Regions from separate parts of the Ovis aries genome. Here region 1 is linked to region 2. A link is a contact called in public Hi-C data. All regions are on one chromosome and are shown on one strand. Each heading gives the region's core, a stretch centred on a gene start, on an enhancer-like site or on the middle of the called end of the contact. The rest is flanking DNA. Distances are from core to core; before and after follow the strand shown.

Region 1 (6,222 bases), core at 372-2,871, 190 kb before region 2:
AGAATCAGCCTGCAATGAGGGAGACCTGGGTTCCATCTCTGAGTTGGGAATATCCCCTGGAGGAGGGCATGGCAACCCACTCCAGTATTCTTGCCTGGAAAAGCCCCATGGACAGAGGCCCCTGGCCGGCTACAGTCCATAGGGTGGAAAAGAGTCGGCCACGACTGATTGACTAAGCGCAGCACAGTACCACGGTTCTATGTGGCAGACTCCAAATGTATCTCACTGAGGTTCATTTCTATTTTTCCCCATTTTTGGGGGGTGGGGAGAAGGCCAGGCAGGAACTGGGGGTGGGGAGGATATGGGGTCTTAGTTCCCCTGCCTCCGTCACTAGAAGCTCCCAGTCTTAATCCCTGGACCGCCTGGGAAGTCTGACTGAGGTTCATTTTAAAATATTCAACTAAAGATGCTTTAATGGTCCACACAGAATCTATCAAATAGTCTCCAGAAGCTCAGGATTCTTCCACAAAAAAAAATTCAAAAAGCAACACATAGAGCATCACCCAGCCTCCTAGCAATCCCGCAAACTGCCCAAAGGAAGTGCTCCAGGAAGAGAGGTGAGAATCTAAAACTTGATCTTAGAGCAAAAGACTGAACATAACCTCATTTTTTTACTGGGAGTGCGCGCTTGAATGGAGCCACAAGGAGCTGACCAAATGTATTCGAAAAGAAAGTGAAGTCGCTCAGTCGTGTCCAACTCTTTGCGACCCCATGGACTGTATGTAGCCTACCAGGTTCCTCCACCCATGGGATTTTCCAGGCAAGAATACTAGAGTGGGTTGCCACTTCCTTCTCCAGGAATTGTATTCGAGGCAGAACTAAAGTCTCCTTCGTATTTGGTGCGTGAGGTTTCTGGGGTTGGGGGTGGTTAAGAAGAGGATCAATACCTCGATCATTCTAAGAAAGCAAGAAATGTTGACAGTCTAAAGGAGTCTCTCAAAGTCAGGTCCGCAGAACTCCTAAACCAAAACGATCTCTAACAAGGCAGGATTCCGGGTACTAATCCATAGCTCTAGAATTCCAGTCTTTGGGGGTGGGAGGAGGTCAAGGAACCTGCATTTTGGCAAACATCTCCATCTCCACTGCATGCTAAGTCTGCAAATCACAGACTCAACTACGGTGGTGACGGTGGAGCTGATGGGCAGGAAAAACCAAGAGCTTCTTAGCGGGATGAAGCGACAGGACTGATCTGGCATCTGTCAATTACTTTCTCTATCCCCAGCTCCGCCGCCGCCAACAGACGCACTCGAGTCAGGTTCGCCCCTTTACTCATCTCCCTTCAAGGTGAAGAATCTGCCAGGAGAGAAGGCGCGTTCGGCCCAGCTAGGCTATGCGTGCTTCCGAGGCGCGCGAGGGCTCCGCCGCCCATTCCCTCTCCGGGGATGTCTGGAGTAGCCCCCACCCGGCCTCGGCAGAGGGGAATCGGCGAGTTTCCCGGGGGGCCGACCTAGAGCAAGCCGCACTCGCTAGATACAACCCCATTCCATCCCCACTACCTACGCCCCTTCCCCAACTCACCGGTGGAAGGGCTCGCCACTTAGGGAGCTCGCCTCTCTCCGCCCCGGCCCCACGTGCGCGCGCCCGCGTGTTCTGCCCCGGAAGTGCTCGCGGCGCAAGGCCGGAAGTGCGCAGGCAGTGCTCGCGGCGGCGGCGACGGCGGCGGGAGGTTCGGTTGTCGCCCGTTGGCCGCGCGGCGCCGCGATCGGCGGCCGCCATTGCAGGTCAGGCCGCGGGCAGGGAGCGCGGGAGGCCGCGGGGAGCGAGGGCTGAGCCGGGGATGGGGGGGCGAGGGTGCGAGGGAGCGGGAAGCTAGGAAGCTGGGGCCGGGCGGGGCGCGCGGCTCGAGGAGAAGAATGGCGAGCTGAGGGGCGGGGAGCAGCGGGCGGGGGAGGGGAGGCCGGGAAGGGGGAGGGGAGCGGGGAGGGCCGCGCAGAGGTGGGGGCGACCCAGAGGCGCCCTCGGGGTAGGAGAGCCGGGAATTGCGGAGAAGGGAGCGGTGCGGAGTCGGAAGGCGGAGGGAAGGGAGCGAGCTGGGCGGAGCGGGAGAAGGGCGGAAAGAGTGGCCGAGCGCGGGCGGAGGACGGAGAAGGGGGCAGCGCGGGCCGGAATCTCGAGGTATGTGCGGGAAGGGGCTTTTCCCTGGGTGGGGAGGGAACCCAGCACGCGATGCTTGCGAGAGTGGGGGAGACCTGGAACCCAGGAAGTAGCGGGAACATCAGAAAGGGTCTAAGCGGGGGGTAGGACCGTGAGTTCTTTGGAGGGGACATTTTTAAATCTTGGGGGGAAGAGGCTATTGGGAGCGGTAGATGGGAGGGTGACTGGAAGGAAGAGACTGTCTGGAGAGTGATCCAGCTGCTTTTGTGGGTGGAGTGAGAGGCCGGAGAAGAGTGGGGTGGAGTCGGGTCCTGGAGGAGCGAAGTACTTAAGAATTGGGGGACATAGGGAATGATTTGGAAGATGAGGGTGGTAGAGGAATAACGTTTAGAGCGATCTTTAGGAGGGTGAACGGTTTGGAAAGACCATTCTGGGGTTGGAGGGTGGAGTTTAAAATATAGTTTCCTTGGGAGGTAGGAGAAAGTCTTGGTAAGAGGTCCTAGAGAAAGTCGGGGGGGTCATGGGGTGGGGGTGGGGAAGAGAGGGGAAGCGGACGGAGAAGTCCCAGAAAGTGGGAGGGGCTAGAAATAGGAAGTGCTTGTAGCTCAATTTCCAGGGAGAGGAGGAGGGGGTCAGGGGAGATGGTGAAGATGGGGCTCGTGGGAGGGAAATCCAGTATAGAGGGAGACCTCAAGCAGAGCTAGACAAGAAGGGACTTTGGGCAACGGAGGGGCTCAGGGCAGTAAAAGGAGGAAGGGTAGATGGGGCCGCAGAGTAGCAGAAGATGGAGAAAACTGGAGTAACTCAGAACGACTGAAGCCATCTTTTCTACCTATTGTCTGCGAATACCAGTAATTGATTCCCTCCATCATGGGAATCTTAAAACATGATGGGAAAGTCCCACATGTATGCATAGTGTCCACACACGTTTTTGAACACACTGTTCACTAATGAAAAGTTCGGAAGCATTCAGTTCCACCTACCCTCCATGGCCCCTTGTCGGAGGAGAGCAGGCTTTTCATTTAGAAACTGGATTTTATCACTTAATAAGTCTGTCAAGAGACAAGGTCTTCCCTTGAAACTTAGATTATCCCCATCAGTCACAAAACCACAGTAACACTGCTAATAAAAGTAATCTGTATCCAGTTGTATGTAAAAGTTCATGAATTGTTCTTTTGCTGGAAAGGCACACAGAGAAATAGCTACCATGCTTAGAGAAGAAAACCTTCCAGAACTTAATCCCTGAAGCAGCTTGGTAAACCCTGCCTGCCATGTTTGAATTGTTCTCCCATCAATAAAGTAAACTTGACTTTATTCTTACAACATGCTGCTTTTATAAGATGTTTTAGTCCACTATAAAGATTAATAATTAAACAGTGTAAAGTCATTCTATTGGACATATACTAAGAAAATGCCATGTTCCTCCAGGTAATCAATAGCTTGACCCTAAGTTTTACCATATGTTAGGCACATGCTAAGGACTTTACATTCATAACTTCATTTAATAAAACAACCTTTTTGAGATAGGTTCTTTTTATGTTCAGTTTATTGGTGGAGAAACTGTGACATAAGATTACATTACCTCCATCATACATAGGCTAGAAAGATGGTAGACTCAGAAGGCAGTTCTGACAATGAATTCTCACTAAATCCCTGAACACAGAAGAGTCCTTGGGACTGAATAAGGACTCAGTAAATGCTAATTGTTGGCCCAGCAATTTGCAAATATAAATTTGTAAGGGCCTAATGAAAACAATTTTAAAAAGACTTTAGCTCTAATAAAATTTAATTCTGTGTAGTTGGGTTAAACCATTGAGTCAGAGCCCATTGTTTCCATAAAAGCTGCATGTTCTGTTTAATACTGTACATACCACACTTTCTGCTATATCTTATTTTGGGAGCTGTTACCATTATTAAGGATCCTTGCTCATTGCTATTCTCTGTTAAGCGCTTAGTAATATTAACAATTCAGAAACCGATGGATAAAAAATTTTGTAGATTAGATGAATCAGTGAGAAAGAATGCTCTGTTCTTTTGACTGACTGTCTAACAAGGAAACGGGTTTGGGCTATAATTTTGAATCCTGGAGCTGACCTTGAGTACATCTCTAGGGATTTTAGAAACTTAAGCCTCATCAATTGAATATGATGAAAAGCAGGCTTACTTGATTTCAGCTGCCTACACCACAGATGTCATAGTGGCAGTGTGTAAGATTTTCCTCATAGGTGGTTTATTTGCCATCCTGTGGTAGATGCTGTGAGAAAGGCAGTGTTTATAAAGCAAGTTCCTCTATAGACATGAGGCATGGTGGGTGGCGGGGGTGCTATGTGAGAGGACCGCAGGAAAGGATGGATTGTGGGGGAGTTACAGTCAGGTCATATTCCGAAGCAGCCACTCTCAGGTGTTAGACCAGTTACTTAACCTTTAGCTTCTCTACGCTTGTTTCCTCACTGTAAAAAGGCAGTGACAGACAGTGCCTTGTTTGCAGGATGAAAAAAAATCCAGGGAAATGTTCAGAGAGGTTTAGCTATGTAAGAAATGAAGCTTTCTGTATTAAAAATATAATGCCTTGCCTGAACTTTTCTTCCTAATTAAGAAACTGGTGGCACTTCGATTTTTCAGGTTTTTAATAACTTTAATAGTAACTGACTTCAAAATGACAGTTAAGATATATCCCAGATTTGGTCTGATTTCAGACAAACCTTTTGAGTTTTGATTAGGGCTCCCATTGTGAGTATGCATTTGTTTTGAGAAGAAGGGATTCCTTTGCTACTCTGTAGTTTGTTCAGGCCTCTTGAAGTATCCGGACTACTGTCTTAAGAAACAACAGTGTTTCAGCTTTACTTGTAACCTCCAAAATAACTCCAGGTCTGAAGATTGGGAATGATCTGAGGTAACCTCAGATATTTCAAAAAAAATTTTAGATACTATTTCCAGAAATCTTTTAGCCTCCCCCAAAAGACATTTTGTTTTTGTCTTTCCATAAAGGAAAAAGATAGGAGTTAAAATGTACACAGTGCTTTTTAAAAAGTTTCTTTTACATAGCTAAAGTCATTTGACTAATGAGTACAGAACATATGTATTTATTTAGCCATGTAACAGCCTCAAAAACTTAGGTAGAAAAAAATTTCCCCTTTTATAAGAGAGGATAGGGAGTCAAAATAATTCATTGCAGGGAAAAGGTGTTTGGTTTTTTCCATACCTTCCATCTCCAAGTTCATACTGTAGTCGTGGCCTTGGAGACTCCACTCTGAAATACATTGAATTTAAACATCTTTTTGAAAAGTGAGATCATAAAATTCTTCTGGCTCTATAGGAACTTGGAATTATTATTCTTAACCAAAGACAGTTGATCCTATCTAAATTTGGGATTAAACTCAAGGCTGTTGAGAGAGGTGCTGGGCAATCTTTTCCATTGACTTTTAGCTTCATGATTTGATACGGTACATTGGTCAAACTGTGCCTTCAGATATTGCTCTTGATAACAGCTGCAGTTTCTACACAAGCAGTACCTTAGAACAGACATTTAAAAGTTGCTTTGGTTATTTGTAAAAGTTGGAATGAGTTGAGACTGAAGACTTAGAAATTTCTTTGTTTTACAAAAACTTTTCATTATAATGTTACTTGTTACCAATAGGATTTGACTTGTATTTTACTTCTTCACCTCTTTGTTTTCCTACTAACTTGCTCTGCCTGCTCTCAAGGAGATGGGGACAGATTGGACTGCATGTTCTCATGTTTTTTTCAGTTATCTCCACACTGGGTGAAATGCACCTCCATTACGTGTGTTATTAGTGAAGTGCCCAGGTAAACATACCTAGTTTTAAGAACAGCTGTTTAGAGCACAGAGCAAGAAAGAGAATAATCTGATTCAGCCAATAGGATATTTTATGGTGCTGAAGGAGAATTTTAAAATTCAAAGGGATGAGTTCCCCTGCATTATTTATTAATACTAACTTGGTAAATACACCCCCATGTACATAAATACAGCCATATCAGTCCACGGGTTCCTATGAGCTAGACTCTTGCAAGCTGGGTGTGAACTTCATTTGTCGTCACATCTCCAGCCTCATTAGGTCTAGGTCTAAAGTGTTTAGGTCACAGGATTTTTGTTTTTAGGAGAATTGC
Region 2 (6,067 bases), core at 2,775-5,274:
ATTTATGGCCCTGTTTCTGCAACCTCTGCAAAGTAGGGCTGAAGCTCCCAGTGGCACCATGGACAGCACCTCTGCATGGCCTCCTCTTCCTTCTACTGAGGATCTTATATAGCCCCTTTCTACCAAGGTTTTGTAGCCAGTCTCTTCCAAGGACAGCCCCCTCCTTCCAATCTGTTGCCTCACATGCAGGTTAACAGTGTGGTCTGCACCTGACATCTAACATTACCGTCCACTTACACTCCCGAAGTGAAATCTGGTCACTCTCCCCTTAATGTGGATGTTCCACATCCCTGACTTGTATCCGGAATTCAGTGAACCACAAAGGGACACGGAAGGCTGGGCTGATTCAGCCAATGCTGCAAAGCGATCTCTTGGTGCCAGCACTGACAAGGACCAAATGCACTAGGGGAAAAAAACTCTTGCAATGAAGTCATACCACAGGTGGAAAAAACTGCTGGGGCCAGTTTTCCTTCTAATCACATGCACACCAGGCTGGTGACAATACCAACTGAAGAAGCAACAAAAACACAATAGGTAAGTTGTTCCTGCGCAATGAAGGGGAGGATCTGACTGCCCTACCTCTACACTCTAATACCCAAATGTTGTAGAATTTCCTTGAACCATGCTTATGTGCAGTCTCTTTCTAGTGGACAATCTTCCCTGCTCACTAGGAGGCAAAGTGGGATGGGGATTCAAGTTCTGAAACACAATCTAATACTTGTTGTCTTATTTCTTCCTGTGATAAAGATGTTCCATATCATTTAGAAGTTTCCTTTTTATAGCAGTAAAACTATCAGGTGTGTTACACATAGGATTGCTTATAAATACTTCCACTGACCTGTTGAGAGATTTAACATGAATCAATTGACTTCTCTGAATCTTAGTTCCCTTATCTGAAAAATAAAGTAGTAGTAGTAGTAATGTTAGTCGCTCAGTCATGTCTAACTCTGTGATTCCACAGACTGTAGCCTGTCAGGCTCCTCTGTCCATGGGATTCTCTAGGCAAGAATACTGGAGTGGACTTCCATTCCCTTCTCCAGAGGATCTTCCTGACCCAGGGATCAAAGACAGGTCTCCTGCATTGCAGGCAGATTCAGAAAAATAAAGAGGTTGGTTTAATCACGCTTTAAAACTCTTTCCTATCTTATCCAGCATTCTCTGACTGGACTGCAAGTATGCTCATGGTGGTCTATACTTTTCTGGTACCTCAGCCATTGAGCAGTAAGACTAGCTGAAAAAAATGAACCACTCCTTCCTACCCCCCAATATTTGAAACACTGACTCTTCAACTTGACTAAGATACAATAAATTTCTAACCTTTCCTCACATGCTCTCTGTTCCATCAGTTCTGAAGTTAATACTCTAAAGATGAAATCCTGTTTAGCTGAAAGGTTTCCTCATACCTCAAGGGTACTTAAGGTATCTGTACAACTAGGGATGACCAGACAAAATACCAAGAGATGGGAAAGCTAAAGCAGGGATGGGAGAGACAGACTCTCAAAGTATCTTTTTAATTCTTTGGTATGAAAAAGCCTCTCTGAGAATAAGTGAAATGGTGCTTTGAAGACAAGTGGAATTTCTATAACAACTTTAGACTTTTTCAGTATAAATGCATAGGGCAAGACACAGGGGCAAAATAAGAGACCAGTATGTATCTAGTAAAACCAAAACAGCTCAGAAAAGATTAGACAAGGAGACAGATGGGTACCAATGACCCCACTGGCAGCCTCGGGATTTCCTCGTTCCTTTTTAGGGATTTCCACATCCATTTAGGAATGCATCTTGGCCTACTATTACAGATCCAGCCCTGGGAAGAGGCGTCTGTGGTTAAGCCTCACAATCCTTCATCTAAATCTAGAGGACTGCTGCTCTGACAAGTAAGAGAGGCATGTTTCTGGGCGCTCTTAACTATAAATCACACTCTACTGTAACTCTTTCTTTGCTTGATTGGGAGCTCCTTGAAGGTAGCAGCTGATTCTTTTGTTAAACACATCCTTTAGACACCCCTCCAGAGTAGCTGCAAAAGCGCCGGGAAGCACTGAAAGAGCATCTAGTAGTCCACCGGTTTAGACTCCGAGCTTCCAATGCAGGGGGTGTGAGTTCAATCCCTGGTTGGAGAACTAAGATCCTACATGTCTTATGGCCACACACACCCCCCAAAAAACATAAAACAGAAGCAATATTGTAACAAATTCAGTAAAAACTTTAATTGGGAAAAAAAAGGAAACATGCGTGTGAACTTTGTTTCAGCTACCTATATGGTTGCTCAAATCTATACAGTGGGTGAACACATTTAAACCTCTCCAGGTCCCAGCTTCCTCATGTATAATGTAGGCATTAAAGCTTTTAGCATAAGCACTGATTAAGATAATTCATGTTAAAATATTTTGTAAAATTTACAGCCACGTGCAAATGTTAAATTTAGTCCTAAATATTTTATTATTGTTGCTGCTACTGTAAATGGAACAGCTTTCTTAATTTACGGCCTTATCTTCTGCAGAGATGTACGTGTATGGAAATACAAATATGATGAGGCTATTCAGACTCAAGCTGCCTAAATCCTAACACTGAAATTCAGTACAGGCTGGAACTTGATTTTACCCCTGTTAAAGATTAAGCTAGTCAAATGCTGGCTTCTAAAATATCCCAGTAATCCTTTTGATTAGTAGTGTTCCAGAATTTCTAACGCACTTACTGAGTTTAATTAAGACTTGTAAGAAGCAGAAGAACCAAGCAAGTTACTTAATATAGTACTTTGCACTGTTCATGCTTTCAGAGCATAATGCATAAAACAGTCTTTTAAAAACAGAGTTTCCCTGAACCAAAAAGGAACTGATGTTTTTTGAGCACCTATTATAGAATATGAGCCTACCAAAAGTTACTTTATTCACCCAGTAGGCAACTCAAGTGTCAAATTTAAGTGACCTAACATCACCTAGACAGTCAACCCTGGAGTGAAATTCCAATCTTAAGTCCATTTGACTCAAAAAGCCAAGTGCTTTTCACTACATTATACCACAGAATCTGAACTGCAGCATTTAAAAAATTTACTGTTTGAATCTCCCACATCCTTGAAGGATTTTTTTTTTTTTTCCAGTTCTCTGCATGTTATTCAAGGTTACAGTTCAACAGGAGATGGAAACATCCAGAAAGAATGACTGCCTTTAGGGAGCGTCCACAGGTGAAAGGAGACTAATGTCTCACTGCAGAGCCTTTGGCACTTATTAAATTCGTACCTTGTGCAAATATTATCTTTCTAAACAAAGAAAGAGTAAGAGAGAAAGAGAGAAGGAAACATTGGTCCTGGGACCAGCTCTGCCACTCACTCATATGGTTTGGGACAAGTCACTTCACAATCTTTTGGATTTTGTTACCTTTACTGTAAAAGGAGGGATTAATTTGTCAAAACCCAAAGAATGTACCACATCAAAGGTGAACCTTAATGTAAACTATGGACTTAGGGTGATATTGACATGTCAATGTCAGTTCATCCACCATGACAAATACACCATCCGGTGTAGGATGTTGACAGTGGGGGCAGCTTTGCACATGTAGGGGCAGGGGATACATGGGAACTCTATACTTTTCACTCAATCTTTCTGTGAACCTAAAACTGCTCTACAACATAAAATCTATTCAGAAAAAAAAAGGATTACACTAAATAATTTCTAAAATTCCTTCCAGCTCTAAGATTTCAATATTTTAATGTACTCCACACAAATCATTAAAAATTCAGAAGGCGGAATAAACTGGTCAATCTTTCATTAGAAATTCATTAAGATTAGATGCAGGGGTGGGGTGGGACAAAGACTTGGATAATTAAAGTCATGATTTCCTAAACCTGGAAACAGAGAGATAAAATGGAAATAAGAATGTAGAAAATAAACTAGGTCGTTTCTAGCCTTTCCAATCCTAAAACTTATTCTGCCATTAGGGAGTCTTGGGCAAGCACAGTGAGGAATACAGACAGGCAACATCCCTCCACCTCCAGTATTGGATGCTGGCCAGTTCTCTTAAAAGCAAGAAATGTGCTAATCAGAAAGAACTGGAATTCTTTTTTTGGCTGGGCCACACAGCATGTGAGATCTTAGTTTCCCTATCAGGTATCAAACCAGGCCCCCTGCATTGGGAGTGAAGAGTTTTAACCACTGGAATGCCAGGGAGTTCCCAGAACTGGAATTCTTCTATCCTGTCCTACCCAGAACCAATCTCCATGCCATCTGGGCCTCTCTTCACCTCTGTAGGTAAAGAAAAATACATGAATCCCTTTCATACTAGGGAGGACAAAAGAATATAAACATTCTAGAGATCAGGCTCCAGACACTCAGAGGCAGAAGACAGAAAGGAATGCCACTGAACTAAAAGCTATTTGAGAGGCATATACCTTTTTCAGCTTAATTTTACCAGAAATAAAGCACACACATAGCAATGATGACAGTTACTTATGCAGACTAAGTACAAGTGGCTACGCCAAGTGTTCACTTCACTCGACCAGCGCCTGTACATACACTACCTGTTCTGCTAAGAACATTCCACCGGGCCCACAAGGATCACCCGGCCCCAGCCCGCGCCGCATGTGAAGGATGCAAGCATAAGAAGGCCTTCCCTTGTCACTGCTCCTGCCATAAGATTTTCATTCAGAGAGCTGGTAGCTGATTCCTCTAAATACCAAAACGTATTTATATTCTAACAATTCTGGAAGGAATTATACCTAAGATGAATTGTGTGTAACCTTTGCCTTCTTAAACAAAGTGCACAGAACACAAAATACTTTGTTTTTCAACTGATAATATACTCTTTGGGGGTATATTTTTATGTCTCCTTTCTTGATCTTCTATGCTCTTGTCACTGTGCCTTAGTCAGTCTAACTTCTGTTACTTCTAATTCTGCTGTGGTCTTTAAAAGATAACCAGTCTGATCAGGACTGCGTATAAAGCAGAGATGAAACTGGCTCTGAGGACTAAGGGACTTTGAGCAAGACTAAGAGGGCAGCCAGTTGGACATCTGTCGTAACACAGCTGACATGGGATGTTAAATTGGAAATGTCAAGTAAAGCAACAAGATAAAATGCACTTAAAACTCCAAAGTAAGACACCAGACTTTGATGCGATCAAGACCATAAAAACTCCTCATTCGGAAAGAGGGAAGGAAAGATCAAAGGTGCGGATACCGAGAAGTGACTTATGAGGAGGATTTCTTCAGAAAAAGCTGCTGGTGAGAGTGAGTCCCACTCCACAATCCACCAATAACAAAAAGATAATAACCCAATATAAAAACAGGCAAAGGCTCTTAATAGAAATTTCTCCAAGGAAAACATGCAAATGGCCAGTAAGACAGACAGGCTGTTCAACATCATTAGCCACGTTGTTATTTAGTTGCTAAGTCGAGTCTGACTCTTTTTGTGACCCCATGGACTATAACCTTCCAGGCTCCTCTGTCCACAGGATCTCCCAGGCAATACTGGAATGGGAAGCCATTTCTTTCTCCAGGGGATCTTTCCAACCCAGGGACTGAACTTGTGTCTCCTACACTGCAGGCAGATTCTTTATCATTGAGCCACCAGGGAAGTATGTATGCCTCATTAGCCATGAGGGAAACATAAATCAAAGCCAAATAAATATTTTTTTAAAAAACCATCAAACACTGAAGAGTCAACTACAAAAGACCACATATTATATAATTTCATTTACATAAAATATCCAGAATAGGCAAATCTATAGAAATAGAAAGTAGATAGGTGATCGCCTAGGGTTAGGGGCAAAGCAAGGAGAATGGGAGATAGCAGCTAATAGATTTCTTTAGAGGCATAAAAATATTGTAAACTTAGATTGTGGTAATGGCTGCACAACACTGTGAATATACCAAAAAAACTGAATCAAGCATGTAAATGGGTAAATTGTGTGGTATGTGAGTGCCATCTCAATTAGTCTGTTAAAAAGACACAAAAAGAAAGAGAGCAAACACCAGAGCTGGAAACGTTCCCAAATGCCTCTCTAAAATTAAAACACCCTCTTGTACCCTCTCTTGTTTCCGAGTGAGTTGCTGGATCAATTCAACCACCCCAGAT

What was found. A called contact is a pair of places that touch in the nucleus more often than the background predicts.
Region 1: a Hi-C map of liver shows a contact between it and region 2, with 2.7 times the contacts expected there. The contact joins the promoter of CHTF8 here to the enhancer-like site in region 2. A contact is called at or near these places in 9 of 16 Hi-C or Micro-C datasets (blood, liver, muscle and 4 more).

The regions. Positions count from the first base shown.
Region 1 is chr14:35,901,323-35,907,544 of ARS-UI_Ramb_v3.0, reverse strand. It overlaps CHTF8 (chromosome transmission fidelity factor 8), which reads left to right and starts at 1,621. Exons shown (of 4, transcript XM_015100514.3): 1 at 1,621-1,721. It overlaps UTP4 (UTP4 small subunit processome component), which reads right to left and starts at 1,592. Exons shown (of 18, transcript XM_042231846.2): 1 at 1,519-1,592.
Region 2 is chr14:35,717,543-35,723,609 of ARS-UI_Ramb_v3.0, reverse strand. The region is part of intron 7 of HAS3 (hyaluronan synthase 3); the gene reads right to left. Among named protein-coding and RNA genes, the nearest start is that of TRNAG-CCC, 29 kb to the right of the region's middle. Within about 2 kb of position 4,024, at least 3 of the 54 cell types and tissues checked have an H3K27ac peak or open chromatin away from gene starts, as enhancers often do. A contact at or near this core is called in liver, where this site is marked.